Regions from separate parts of the Sus scrofa genome. Here region 1 is linked to region 2. Evidence: chromatin contacts called from public HiChIP or PLAC-seq data. All regions are on one chromosome and are shown on one strand. Each heading gives the region's core, a stretch centred on a gene start, on an enhancer-like site or on the middle of the called end of the contact. The rest is flanking DNA. Distances are from core to core; before and after follow the strand shown. Region 1 has its middle 140 kb from the start of HES1. Region 2 has its middle 160 kb from the start of OPA1.

Evidence for each region. HiChIP or PLAC-seq counts read pairs in DNA pulled down with a chosen protein or histone mark.
Region 1: a contact with region 2 is called in an H3K27ac HiChIP or PLAC-seq map of skeletal muscle, with 5 times the contacts expected there. The contact joins two enhancer-like sites. A contact is called at or near these places in 5 of 47 Hi-C or Micro-C datasets (embryonic fibroblasts, fetal skeletal muscle and liver) and 1 of 2 datasets of contacts at active chromatin or transcription factors (skeletal muscle).

Annotation. Positions count from the first base shown.
Region 1 is chr13:130,996,815-131,003,589 of Sscrofa11.1, forward strand. No RefSeq gene overlaps it. Among named protein-coding and RNA genes, the nearest start is that of HES1, 140 kb to the right of the region's middle. Within about 2 kb of position 3,792, at least 43 of the 83 cell types and tissues checked have an H3K27ac peak or open chromatin away from gene starts, as enhancers often do. A contact at or near this core is called in skeletal muscle, where this site is marked.
Region 2 is chr13:130,777,788-130,785,442 of Sscrofa11.1, forward strand. No RefSeq gene overlaps it. Among named protein-coding and RNA genes, the nearest start is that of OPA1, 160 kb to the left of the region's middle. Within about 2 kb of position 5,859, at least 24 of the 83 cell types and tissues checked have an H3K27ac peak or open chromatin away from gene starts, as enhancers often do. A contact at or near this core is called in skeletal muscle, where this site is marked.

The sequences.
Region 1 (6,775 bases), core at 2,542-5,041, 220 kb after region 2:
GTCTACGACCTACACCACAGCTCACGGCAATGCCGGATACTTTACCCACTGAGCAAGGCCAGGGATCGAACCCACAACCTCATGGTTCCTAGTCAGATTCATTTCTGCTGCTCCGCAACAGGAACTCCTATCCACAGCCTCTTGTTTGGCCTTCTTAAAAGAACAATTTCTCAGAATCTTACATCCAAACAACCAAGCACTAGCAAGTTATTATTAGAGGGAACCTAGGTCCTAGCCTGCACCTGAGCTGGAGCCCAATGTGTCCCAGCCCATCTGATAAATGTGTGAGGGAGCGAGGGGCCTCCTGGGAAGGTGCATGTTCTAGGACAAAGGAGCCTGAGGGGCTGGATTGACCCAGGAGGTCAGTTTCGTCCACTGGAGGGAATTTATTCTGAGTATCCCCTGGCTAAACATGCTTTTGGTGCATATTTAAGTTTTATCAAGAGCAGAAGAACCATAAGGAAAAATGGAAAAGACTATTTTGTTGGAGTTTTGCAGGAAACCAGAGAGCAGACAGTAGAACTTTGCAGCCAAGGCGCTACAACATCCCATGGAAGGGAGTGGGTCAAAGAACCTTCTTCGTCATTCCCCAGCACTGTGGCTCCGGAGTGCCTAGGGATGGCCAGCAGTTGCATGTTGTCTTGGGGCTCCTGGGACAACTTGGAGAGGCTGTGCAGAGGGTCCCTTGCTCTAGGCACTCAGGGTATAGTGCCACACTAAGAAGTCACATTCAGGTGGTGAGGTTTGGGGCACTCAGCTTACTTTACCAGGCACTTAAATAGTTGAGTCACTTTTTGTCCTTTTCTTCTCTAGATTAAATGATGCCAGTTCTGTCAGCCAGTCTTTTAAAGGCATACTTCCCCCCCACCCCCACACCAAAATTCCCAGGCCAGGAATCAAACCTCCACCATGGCAGCAACCTGAGCCACAGCAATGACAACACTGGATCCTTAACCTGTTGAGCCACCAGGGAACTTCAGAGCACCCTTTATCTTAATATCATATGAGTGCATTTTGGTCCTCCTTATTTAATTATAAGTTACCTTATTTACTTCTGTGGCTCTCCCTCTTATGTGTATAGCACAGTACAAAGTATAGGGCATTTTTAGATACTTTCATGAGAATCTACCCTGTAAATAATTTGCTGATATCCATCAGTTATACCCCTTATGATGCCTGAGGATTGACAGCATACTGGTAGTTGCTAAGATGGCCTAACATTTCCTGCTCAGTGGCCAACCATGCCTCCTTGGATCCGTCTTCCACTCCCATGGATAAAGAAGACTCCCATCAGTCTTCTTCCATACAGTATTTGAGATATTCAGGTATGGCTACTACACAGTTTTTCTTACAACATCACTCAGAAGGTGTAAGATGAGTTCTTCAGCTGTCAAAGTCAATGAACATTAACCTTCTCTCCCAAAGCATCAATAGCCATAACAACATTACCCTCACCTGCAAATGCCCTGAGTCTGCCCATAATAGCCTCATTAAGTCATCATAAAAAAATACAAAACTATTGTATATGTGTGTACATAACATCTCTTAATGATGGCAACCCCTGGAGAAGGTGATGGTGAGTTGAAGAGTCTATGGTGGTGGCAGAATTTTCATTATGTACTTCTGAATCACTTCAAGTTCGAGTCATGTATTACTTTTCCAGTTAAATTCTTAAAAACTAGTCCTAAACAAACAAAAATTCAACAAAGAACAAGACACAGTCCTGACCCCCTTAGCAGTGGTGCTGACAGGTACCTGTAGTTGATGCCTTACCCTTTGGAATCAAATGTCCACCACCATGCCATTGGCCCTATGGAAAGCCTCACTGAAATCAATATGGATTACACAATGAAGTGCCTGGCTCTTGTCCCTCACAGCCCTATCCCCATAACTGGGGCAACAAGACTTCCAGCTACGCCTGGGCCCGAGGACTAATCCTACTTCTCCTCTGGAGGGATTTTAAGGGACTCCAGGCTTGGATGACTTTGCCTTTGTGTTCTTTTGGCAAAGTCAGTCCAGATCTTCTCTGGTGGGGATAACATACCATCTTCATTTTTAGCTTGCTTGATTATGAAATCCATCGAGGGGTAAATGAGACACCTATAAGATCAGAAGCTTTCTCTCTCCATGTATTCATCAAATGCAGTTATTAAAAAACTGTGTGCAGGATATTAAACCAGGCCTGAGGCAGAAGTGGGTGACAAGAGGAAGGAGTAGCCCAGTGCCTTCGAGGAGCTCACAGTTTAATTTTTTTGTTGTTTTTTAGGGCCACACTTGCGGTATATGGAGGTTCCCAGGCTAGGGGTCAAGTCGGAGCTACGGCTGCTGGCTTACACCACAGCCACAGCAACGCAGGATCCGAGCAGTGTCTGAGCCCTATACCCCAGCTCACAGCAATGCCGGATCCTTAACCCACTGAGCAAGGCCAGGGATCAAACCCACAAACTCATGGTTACTAGTGGGATTCATTTCCACTGTGCCACAGCAGAAACTCCTGGGAGCTCACGTTTTAGTAGGAAAGACAGAGGGAGCCCAAATCCAAGCGCTTTACTGAGTACAAGCAAGAGTGAGAGAGGAGAGGAGGAGGAAGGATTGCTTTTAGTCATTGGCAGTGAGATAAGGAGCAGTCCAGGAAGCTTTCAGGAGGGGATGACACTGTTAAGACTTGAGTGCTGGCAGGATTTCAGCAGCTGCAGATAGAACTTTCCAGATCAAGGAAATGGCCTGGGAAGGTGACCTTGTTTTCACATAGTATAGAGGTTCTGCACTGCTGCTCTCCCGTTCCTTAGAGAAAGAACACAAAACGGAAGGTGAAAGGAGCTGGGCCTGGAGTACCTGGGACTGCCTGTAGAGGTTCTTTCTGTTTAAATGTGCCTTCCTCTCGCTATCCAGTCTGTCTTATGAAAACTACTCTTCAAGCCCCAGCCCTCATCACTCTCCTTCCCAGGACAAGACACTCTGTCTTTTCCAGGCAGGACTGGCTGTCCTGGCTACTGCACTCTCACTGCTCCCTGTCAGTTCTAGAACATCAGGGAAACTCAGAAGTCAGGTACCTAGGCTCTGGCACCTTTCTGCCTGGGTTCAAATCCCAGCTCAGTCATTGACTTCCGAGTTGTCTCAAGCAAGTCACTGGCCCTCTGTGGACCTTCCTTTTACGATCTGTAAAATATGATTGTACAGGGACCTCCCTCCAAAAACCTCCCAGAGGATTAAACAAGGTAATGCCCCAAGGCATTAAAGCAGCCCTGCCTTAGTGGCCTGCTTTAATTGTCTGCTACTTCGAGCCTCCCCACCCCCGGCCCTGCTAACTCTTTCAGGACGGTCTGTGCTTGTGACCTTGAGAATCTTGAGGGTCAGGGACACGGCTCTTAATCTCTGAACCAGTCTCTCATCCTGTCTCTCTGCTTCTCTCTCTCCTCATACTTAGAGGTGTCCTGCAAGAGGTGTACAATTACTACCTTCGCAAGGGACGAACAAAATAGGGTCATGAAAAGGGAAAAAAAAAAATTGAGTCAAGCCCAGATGCAAAGAGAGACGAGAGATGGATGGCGAGGAGCTTAGAAACGTCAATGGCGGGATGAGAATCCGCCACACCTTCAGAAGAGAAAAATCCCTATCACCCTTTTTCCATCTCGACACGGGGACAGTGCGAATAGAAATTCATTCCAACAGTAGTTTTCTCGGCCTCGCCAGCGGCCCCGGGCGCTCCCTTTCCCTCCCCCGCGGGGCGGTCCTGCCCTCCCCCGCCAAGGAACGGCCGCGGCCGCAACCCTGACCTCGGCTCCCACGCGGGGCAACAGCCGGGCAGCCGGCGGGCGCGCGGGCGGGGCAGGAAGGGGGAGACGCGGCTCCGGGCGCCCGATCCTTAACTGCAGCTTCCAAACCCCTGCCCGATCCTAATCAGTGTGGGAAAGGAGCACAGGCCGGCCCGCCGGCCGGAGCCGCCGCCTCTTTTCATAAACTTTATCGCCGCGCGCAGCCGCTGATAAAGCACCGTAAATAAACGAGCGCGGGGTGTGCGGCGGCCCCAGGCTGCCTGCGCCCGCCCGCCCGGCCGGCCCCGCCGCCCCCGGGGAAATGAATCACACGCCGCCCGCCGACTTGGAAAGAGTTGCCGGCTCTCCTCCTCTCCAGACCAGCGCCATAAATCATCAGGCGTTCCTCCCCTCCCCAGAACCCCCTCACCTTTTGTTTTATGGATTCAATTAAAAAAAAAAAAAAAGCACAGGAGTTTTCTTTCTGGCTACCAGGCCACCCCTCCTCGTCCGGGGAGTTAAGTGTGTTGCCCTGGGTTATCCTCTTGCCTCAGGTCAAACTCCTCGGTCCTGGCTCCGACTGGGGCCAGTGCCTGTTTGCACAAATCCCCTTGGGCTCCTGCACAACTTCGGGTGGGCTGGAGCCGGGACCGGGAGTGGAGAGGCGAGACTTGAAGTCTCTGGTGGCAGGTGATGAGAACAGGTTCCCACAAAAGTGGACTTGGGCGCGCGCATGTGTGGATGCATAGCTGGCTTCGGCCAAGTCCTAGGAGGGGCTCTGGATTCGAGGCTGGGCCGGCACCCAAAGAATTTAGAGGTCAGGGGACTAGGGTCTGTGCAGTGTCCTGCCTGCAGAGGAAGCGAGGGTGCCTCCTGCACGTCAGTGAAAGTGTGTTCAAAAGTCCCTTACATGCCGTTGGCACAGATCTTTTGATCTGCATTCTTAAGTTCTTGAAATTTTGCTGCAGGGGGGTGGGGGTGGGGGCTGTTGGTGGGGGGGGGTGTAGTGGGGCGGGGGTGGTTGAGTGTGGGGGGTGGTGCACATTAACCCACAATACAATTTGGAGATGGAAGTTTGACAGCAGACTCCCTGAGTATGAACAAAGACAGAAAGATAGGGTGTGCAGAGCAGCTGAAGCACATGGCTCAGTCACAAGACCAGGTCTCTTGTCCAGCTCTGCTACCTCCTGGCTCTGGGCCCTAGGCAGCCGCCCCTTGCTGGTTTCATCATCTGTCTGTCTGAGTGAATAATATACATTAAGAGGTCCTCCAACTTTCCTAGTTTGTAGAAAATAGCATCCTTCTTATGAATCACATTTCTGAGGTGTCTTATCACAGGTCCCCCTGAAGAAACACTGTTTTGTCCCCTTAGAAGACATCAGGGGTAGTTTCTGTGACTGACCCCTTCTTAGTGAGCTGAACACCAGACTTAACTCCTTGCTCAAGGAGGTTAGGGAGGTCCGAGGACCCCTCAGCCAAAATGGAGTCTGCCTGTGAGGCAGAAAGACATTTGAATGTCTTTCTAGAGCAAACCCAGCATATTCCAACAGCATCAGCCCACTGCCTCTCTGGTCCCCAGATCTAAGCTGTTTCTTTTGGAATGTTCTGCTCCTCATGGGAGGGACTGTTCGGCTCAGAACATTTAGTCGGAAAAGTCAGTGTCTCCCTCCATGGGAAGTAAGACTGGGGAGGAAAGAACTTTCTGAGGGCAGCTCTGGAGAAAGCGTCCTGAGGAGATTCGGGGGGGGGGGGGGCGGGTGGTTAGGGTGGCCATCCCTCCAGCCGTGGCCAAGAGGAGAGGCTCACTCATGAAAAGGAAAAATGGACAAAGGCCTGCTTCTTCCAGAACGCCTTCCTGACACTACAACGTGTCCCAGGGGACCGTGTGGCCCCCAAACAGGCTTTACTTCCTGCTCTCTGGACAGAAGGCCACTCAGTTTCACTTCCTTCATTTGCATAATGTCAAGAAAAATGAGTCATACTGAATTGGCATTTGTTTGAAAATATTGGCAAGAGGCTCCCCAACCGAGATGGGGGCTATTTCTCAGAAAGGAATCAACACTCCCTCGATCACTGATGTATTACGTGAGTGTGATCAAGCTTCAGTTTCAAGCCTCAGTGTTCCCCATCCATGGGTCCTGATGATTTTTAAGATTTCTTTCCACCCTGTCATACTGGGACTCTAACACACATGGGACAATCATAGGTAGAAGTAAGATTTTAAATTTTCCAGAAGAGAGGTAGGTAAGGGAAATATCTAAATGCGACTCCTCTACAGTTGCTCATGCTTTCTAGTTTGTTTGCTCTTGTGGGCGTCACCAACTGGGGGCGGGGGGAAACTCACTTAAAAAAAATAGGGGATAAGCTTCCTAAAATCAGGCTCATCTGCCAATTATTTTACAAGAATAGAAGCTCTAGGATAGTGGTTTTGAATCTTTTGCAATCACAGAACTTTGTACAATTTTTTTTTTTTTAGGGCTGTACCCTCGGCATATGGAGGTTCCCAGGCTTGGGGTCCAATCAGAGCTGTAGCCGCCGGCCTACACCAGAGCCACAGCAACACAGGATCTGAGTCATGTCTGCAAACTACACCACAGCTCACAGCAACTCCGGATCCTTAGCTCACTGAGCGAGGCCAGGAATCGAACCTACCTCCTCATGGATGCTAGTCAGATTCTTTAGCTGCTGAGCCATGAAAGGAACTCCAAAACTTTGTAGAATTTGATGAAATCTCATGCTCCTCCCTCTTTCCTCCCCTCTCCAAATCACATTCATACTTGTCCCTGCAGATCATGTCAGGGGTTCACAGACCCTTGAAGTCCCATCCAAGGACCCTGCTAAGAATCTCTGCTCCAGAGTTCCCTTCATGTCTCAACGAACCCAACTAGGAGCCATGAGGTTGCGATTTCGATCCCTGGCCTCCATCAGTGGGGTTAAGAATCCTGCGTTGCTGTGAGCTGTGGTGTGGTTCACAGACACGGCCTGGATCCTGCATTGCTGTGGCTGTGGTGTAGGCTGGT
Region 2 (7,655 bases), core at 4,609-7,108:
TAGCTCTGATTCAACCCCCAGTCTGGAAACCTCCATATGCCATGGATGCGACCCTAAAAAGACAAAAAAAGAATGCCCTTTAAAAAAAAGTAGTTCCAGCATAAGACATAGACATAGATCTCATTTTAAAGCTAACAGGAAAAGTAAGTAGGAGTTCCCTTTGTGGCTCAGTGGCTTAAGACCCCAACATAGTGTTTGTGAAGATGTGGGTTTGATCCCTGGCTTTGCTCAGTGGAATAAGGATCTGGCATTGCTGTGAGCTGTGGTGTAGGTCACAGACCAGCTTGGATCTGGCATTGCTGTGGCTGTGGTACAGGCTGGCAGCTGCAGCTCCAATTCAACCCCTAGCCTGGGGTCGACTATGCTGTGGGTGCAGCTGTTAAAAAAAAAAAAAAAAAGTAAAAGAAGAAGATAGGATCCTTCTCTTTTGACAAAATGCCCAGGGCTCACCTTCTGGAACAGTCAGTTCTATGCAAGTCCCGTCACCCTGAGAGTCACAGAGGATGGGAGGACACTCTTCTGGCTGGCTGATGCCACTTTTTTTTTCCTTCCCTAAGAAAGACTGCCTCAAAGAAGTGTTTTGAACAAATTGTGCCATTTGAAAGAAGGCAAGGATAGAACAGAAGCCGTCAAGCTTTAATTTCTCTGCTAATTAATGGTTGATCATCTATCCTTTTATGATTCTTGACCCCAGAAGGAAAATTTATTAGTACTTTTAGATGTTGCACAGTCGTGCTAAATGAGGCGTGTAATGCACTAATTTAGTGCCTCATTAGCATAAACAGTGCCTCCCCAGCCCCTCCACTCCCCAGGAAAGGCTTTCGCTGGAGAATTTTCCTGGGACTGGCATCGCTTCGCCAGGCTCAGGTGCCTGAGAGACTGTAGCTGAGATGGGGGCGCGACCCACCCACCCTGGGGCTTCAGATGTGGGCTCTGTCCTTGATTTTAATGCAAATATTGAAAACCTCAAGTCCTCAAGCCGCCTCACCACAGTGCCTCTGAAAGACGCATTTTTACCAGAGGCTCAGCCTGTGCAGCTGTTTCTCACCATCTCAACCCCAGCCCTCCAATAAAAAAACAAATCTTAGCCCTCAGAGGGAGTTTCTGTTTGTTGAGATAATGGTGTTAATATTAATATAGGCATTTAGCGTGGATGTTTTTCTCTGGTGTCAATGCCAGCTCAGTAAATACGTGGGTTTCCTGCATGTATGTGTGCAAGCCTGAGAAGCGTGCCCTGAGCCGGTGTATTTCAAGGTTGAGGTTCCAAGGGAGGCAGGGGGACATGGGGAAGCTCGCTGGGTAGGGAGCCAGGACCATGTTCCGACTCTGCCTCTAACTCGCTGCAGAAAGACACTTGCCCTTTGCGGACCTCTGCTTTCCCATCTGTTAAACGAGCCATAAATCTTCATGCCTAAGGTCCCTTCCGGTTTTGACATCCCATCATTCAGCAAGTTGGGAATGCTGGAGGCAGGCCGGGTGATGGGGCCATGGCAAGGGGGTCAGTTCAGGAGAAGAGTTTTGAAATATCTGAAATCCAGAGTTCCCTGGTGGCCTAGTGGGTTAAGGACCTGGTGTTGTCACTGCTGTGGCTTGGGTTGCTGCTATGGCACGGGTTCCAGCCCTGGCTCGGGAACTTTCTGCATACCTTGGGCACAGCCAAAAAGGAAAGAAAAGAAAGAAATACCAGAAATCTTCAGAGAGTCCATATTTTTGGCTCAGCAATTCTATTGTGAGGAAAATAAACCAGAATAATAAGACAAATTCAGGAGTTCCCGTCACGGCTTAGGGGAAACGAATTTGACTAGTATCTATGAGAATGAAGGTTCAATCCCTGGCCTTGCTCAGTGGGTTAAGGATCTGGCATCGCTGTGAGCTGTAATGTAGGTTGCAGATGCAGCTTGAACCCTTTGTTGCTGTGGCTGTGGTGCAGGCCAGCAGCTGCAGCTCCGATTCAACCCCTAGGCCAGGAACCTCCATATGCCACAGGTGGGGCCCTAAAAAGACCAAAAAAAAAAAAAATCAAAAACAAAAACAAAACAAACAAACAAAACCCAAAAAATCAAATTCATGAAAGTAAGGGCATTTATGAGATCATCAGGGATTAGTTAAATAAATGATAGAATTTTATATGATGGGAAACCATAAAAGCATTAAAAACAACACCACAGAATATCGTAGGCATGGGAAAAAAATGCTCGTAGTATTTTGCTATGCAAAACTCTAGGGTTCTAAACAGGAATTTTCATGTGATACTAGTTTTGCAAAAATATGTCTGTAAATGTGTCTCGACAAAGGTCTAGAAGGATCCACATCAATATGTTCATAGAGATCCCTGGGTCAGGGGTAGGATTCTAGGGGATTTTTGTTTTCTTCTTTACACTTTCCTATGTTTCCAATATTTACTCATGATGAATGTGGATCACTCTTAGAATGTAAAAAAATATTCTGAAATTATTTGGGAGAAATAAAATCTTGGCTTTGAATATATGTACTCTTTTCCCATCTCGGTTTTCACATGTATACAATGGCAACTATCTCATCTCAAGAGGCCAGGAACTAAGTTCATGCTTATGAACTCTTCATAAAAGATTCTGGAGCTTCTTCGTGAAAACTTGGGATGACCCCAACTGTTTGGTATCAGCTCAAAACAACTTCACTTCAAAACCTGAAGACAAAACCTGTGAAGGTTTGTGAATGAAGAGCCACTTACCTGGGCTGTATCCCTATGACTCCTGAGTGCCAGTCTGGCAAAGACATTAAAGGATGATCCAGGTCAGCCCCCGTGTTATGCAGACACGCAAGGATCTTGCTTCAGGTCTGAGAGCTGGTTACAGCAAAGCTGGGGCCAGAACCTGGCTGTCGACTCGCATCTCTAGACCAGTGCTATAAAAATACCTTCCCTCCCCGGTCGCCTACGGAGGATGCAACAGGTTGAGACTGCCTTCTGGAACTCTCCAGGTATGAATCCTGAGAGCTCGGGTTACTTTCTCCGGGGAGGTCCTCTGCTCCAAAATGAGGTTTCCCAGTGGATTCTGAGTCTGGAGCCGAAGTGCCAGGAGCTGGGGCTTCCAGCCCACAGCTGCTGCCTGCACACCCACTGGGGCTTGGGGCCATGCTCTTCTCTGAGGATGATGGAGGTGAAAATGGGGTCTGTTTTCTCTAAGTACGTTGCTCCTTGGAGCTAATGTGTCCTTTGGGGAAGGAGCACAGAGGTTGGAAAAGTCCAAATAGTGAATCGTCTGAATACCACTTACGAGTTCCTCGGAGAGCATCCTTACTGCCCGGATGGGGGAAGGGAGGGAGGAGAAAGATGGAGAAGAATAAGATGCCGCTCCTGCCCTCTGGGTGTCCCGAATCTAAGACGGGGAGCCGCCAGTGTGGGCGAGGGGCTGCAGAATAAGCAGCCTGTGAGAATTTGAAGCGGTACAGACCCAACACATACGGGGAGCCTCAAGGGACATTCTGTTTACTTTGGAGGGAGGAGCTCCCTGGAGGTTTTCAGGAGAAGGTGACCTTTGATAGACTTTTTGGAAAACAGAAAAGATTTCGACATTTGGAGGTAGAAGAAAGGGCAGGAGGTTGAAGGAAGCACGGGGTGACCGTTGAAGGCTGGTGCCCCTGCAGAACAGCCTGGGGAGGGGAGGACCTGAAACAAGGAAGGGACCTGCAGGGCTGGAGCTCAGCGCATGTGCAGAAACGTGGTGGTAAGAGAGCCACGTGTTGGAGGGGTTGAAGACCCTGTAAAATATATAAACTTATCATATGCAAAAAGGAGGCATTGCCTGTAGGATTCGGAGCTGAGCTGTGTTTTAGGAAGATTCTCCTCACAGTGAAGGAAAAAAAGAAAAAAGAAAGAAACAAGAACCTGAAGTTGGAGGCAGTGGTTTTGGAGAGAAAAAAGGAAGATCCCAGCCCTCCCACCCCACCCCCCATTCCCCACACCCACCCCCGCCTTCTTCCAGGGGATGTGAGCCAGGGAATCAAGCCCTTCAGTCCTCCTGGGACTTTTGGCTGCTCTTCCAACCTGTTCCCGCAGCATTAATTGGAAGCCAGGAAGAGTGAGTAGTGTCCTTGGGAGCCCCACAGGGGACAATGGAAGGCTTCCAGGAGAAATGCCACTGCCGTTTGGGAGCTGTGACCCCACTGTGGTTCTGAATCTGCAACTGGCAAGCCACATTTTTCCAAGGAAGGGGATGCCTGCCACAGGAAATAATAAATCTCTCAAGATTTACGGGTCAGGAAATTCTTTCAGGAATATAAATAGAGAAGAGGTGAGGCAGAGGTGGGGCGGGGCAGGGGAGCAGTTGCCTGGGATCCTCCTGGCACACCCAGGGGGCTGGGCTGGGGATTTTTCCCTCAGAACTCCTGGTGAGAAGGACTTTAAAGGGAACCTCCTGGGAACGCTCTCTCTTGCTCCTCCACCATTGAATTCATGGCTCTTCCTCTGCGAAACGGCAGGGATGGACTAAATGACTTGTAAGGTCTTTATCACCAGGTCATTGGGTGCTTGTAGTAAAGCCCAGTGTTCTCACTCTGGGTCCCGATCGTGCTGTGTGTCTCACTCTCCCCGACTGAAAAGGCAATCAACGGAGTCTCACACGTCACCCGTGGTTTGGACTGAGGATTAATGAGAGGACATCTGGAAACTTCCCTTGGAGGGATACATCTGGGCCTGATTACTTTCTTATTTACTGTCTTTTTACTCTGGAGACAGACTCGTAGACTCACCCTAGGGAACTATAACAGAAGCATGCACGCCATCCCAACACACCTCCCAAATTACCCACAGCCTGGCTGCAGGCAGTGGCCGTGGAGGAATCCACACAGGCACCGACGTGGCACATACACGTGCACGCACACATGCACACGCGCGCCTTACTTCTCCCTTTTCTGACTTTGTCAGTTAGATGGTGCATTGCCTTCTCTGTCAGAGATGCGCAACCAGGGCTGGTGGAATCTAAAAAAATGATACAAATGAAGTTATTTACAAAACAGTGTGAACTGGAGTTTGGCACTTGCCATCACAGTCTACATGGATTAAGTCACGAGCCACTGCAGCCGCCGACCCACAACAGCCCCTGAGCGGAGCTCAGGAGTAAGGTACTCTGTGCTCTGGGAAAACTGGAAGAACAGGTCTTCAGATACTTAGATATTTTTAGGAGCCCACTTCTTGCATCTCCTCTATCTTTCTAGATGGAAAAACACTAAAATCCTTCATGGTGATGTCTGTTCGGTGTGACTAGTGGTAACCTTCAGGAGACCAGCAGCAAATTTTAGAAAATGTGTGCACGGCTGCAGGCACCTCCCCCTTGACCTTTATCCTATATATCCTAGCTTCCCACTCACTTCCTTGGAGCAGTTTTCTCAGGGCTACCTGAGATGCTGTCTCCCGGGCTTAAGCCCGAATTTTGCCCCAAATAGAACGTAACCCTCAACGTTCAGGCTGTGCATTTTTTTAAGGCGACAACAGAAATGGACTCACCCACACAGGAAATAATTTATGGTTACCAAAGGGGAAACGTTGAGGGGAAGGGTCAATTCAGATTTTTCCATTAACATATACACACTACTATACATAAAATAGATCATCAACCAGGACCTGCTATATAGCACAAGGAGCTCTACTCATTATTTGGTAATAACCTCCATGGGAAAAAAAATACAAAAAAGAATGGGTATGTGTATATGTATAACGGAAGCATTTTGCTGTACCCCTGAAACTAACACAGCATTGTAACTCATCTCTACTCCAGTATAAAATAAAAATTAAATTAAAATGAAACCAACCAACCAACAGGCTCTCCCCTGCCTCCCACTCCAGGCTGGCTACTGGTTTCTGCCAGCAGATGGCGCACGGAGCTCTCAGACCACCAGCCACATCCTCAGGCCTGAACTCCTGGCCTCCCCACCCCCAGGCTTGGAATGGGATAATTTGGGAGTCATCTGTGGGAGGGCTGCCAAGGACTTAAATTTACTATTTGGAACTTGGATAAGTTTCCCCAGACGGGGCACTAGAGGGGAGAGAGGAAAAGGGAAGGGGGGGCGGCTTCTCGGGGCCGGGGGCGGGGGGCAGCATCTGGTCCAACTCTGGCGGCCAGACGAGTCCTTCCTGCAAGGTTCCACCCAAAGGGGTGTCTGAAGCCAGGACGGGTCACACCCTGGAAGGGAAATGCTTTCACTGGTGTGAAAACCCAAGAGAACAAAAGGATTCACAGACCAAAAATGAAGCCAACGAGAGCTTCGAAATCCTGGGCATTCCTCCCACTCCCAATCCCCTGACTCATCCCTGAACCCCAGTTTCAACCTCACCAACTGTGTGAAGCTGTGGCTGACCTGTGCGCCTGGTGTCAGAATTAATCACTAGCTGCCTCCTTGGGCCTCTGGCGCTCCAGCCCTCGGGCATCAATCAACTCTCCCAGGGTGAGAGCAACTTGCACAAGTACACGTCACTTGCATATGATGGTGGTTACCCCAGGCTGGGGGCCAGGTCCCACTCATCCCCGAATCCCCACGAGTCCAGAACAGGGCATGCTCACAAGTCCTGGAGAGTCTGGGCTCAGCAAAGACAATTCTTTCCAGAGCCTGGAGAAAATTCTACCAGCTGGAACAATGAGGTCAAAGGAGAAACTCCCTCTTAGGTGGGGTCACAGGACTCCTGGGGTAGGTGAGATACACACACACACAGAGACATGCATCAGAGGAGAGAATGCAAAAAATGTGGTGGTGCCAGCCTCAGAGAGGCCTGGAAATGCCTTCTTAATTGAGCCTTTCTGGGACCAGGCTGGCTGGAGGAGGGACAGGACCAGAGAGGAGCTAGTGGGGAAGGGTGCAGGGCTTTCCGATCCCACCTCCTTGTGGAAGTTTTGAGACATCAAAGGCAGAGCCTCCTGGATTTTCCCTAGGAAGTACCATATGGCCACTCTGTCTATGGAGATTTGCTGTCTCCTGGAACAGTTCCGTCTGTAGGAAAGTCTTGCCTAATAGGAACCCAAGTCCATTTTCTGACAGCTTTCACCCACCGGAGAGACGCAGGACAGGAAATTCATGTGGTAGAGAAGGGACACAGGAATCTCTGCAAAGTCCCCACAAGGTGCTAGCCATCCTGCGTATGTTGTGTCGCCATCCAGAAAAGCCCGGGGAGGAGTTCCCGACGTGGCGTGGTGGAAATAAATCCGACTAGGAACCATGAGGTTGCGGGTTCAATCCCTGGCCTCGCTCAGTGGGTTAAGGATCTGGCATTGCCGTGAGTTGTGGAGTAGGTCTCAGGTGCAGCTCAGATCTGGCATCACTGTGGCTCTGGCGTAGGCTGACGGCTACAGTTCTGATTAGAACCCTAGTCTGGGAACCTCCATATGCCGTGGGTGTGGCCCTGAAAAAAAAGACAAAAAAAGAAAGAAAGAAAAGCCTGGGGATATTGCTGTCATAGGTGTTATCGTCCCCTTGTGGATGAGGAAAGACAGTTCTGAGTAAGAGGTGTGTAGCCTGCTCAGGACACATGTTCTGCATGGGCTTGCATCTTGCCTGGCCTCCGGCTTCCCTTCACACGCTGGAGACAGGGTCCTGGCTCCAAAAGCCCTCTCCTCCCCAGGTTATATGCTCAGGTCTTCAACACTCCCTGCCTCCCCTCTGCCACCCCACGCCCAGCTCATGCCCCC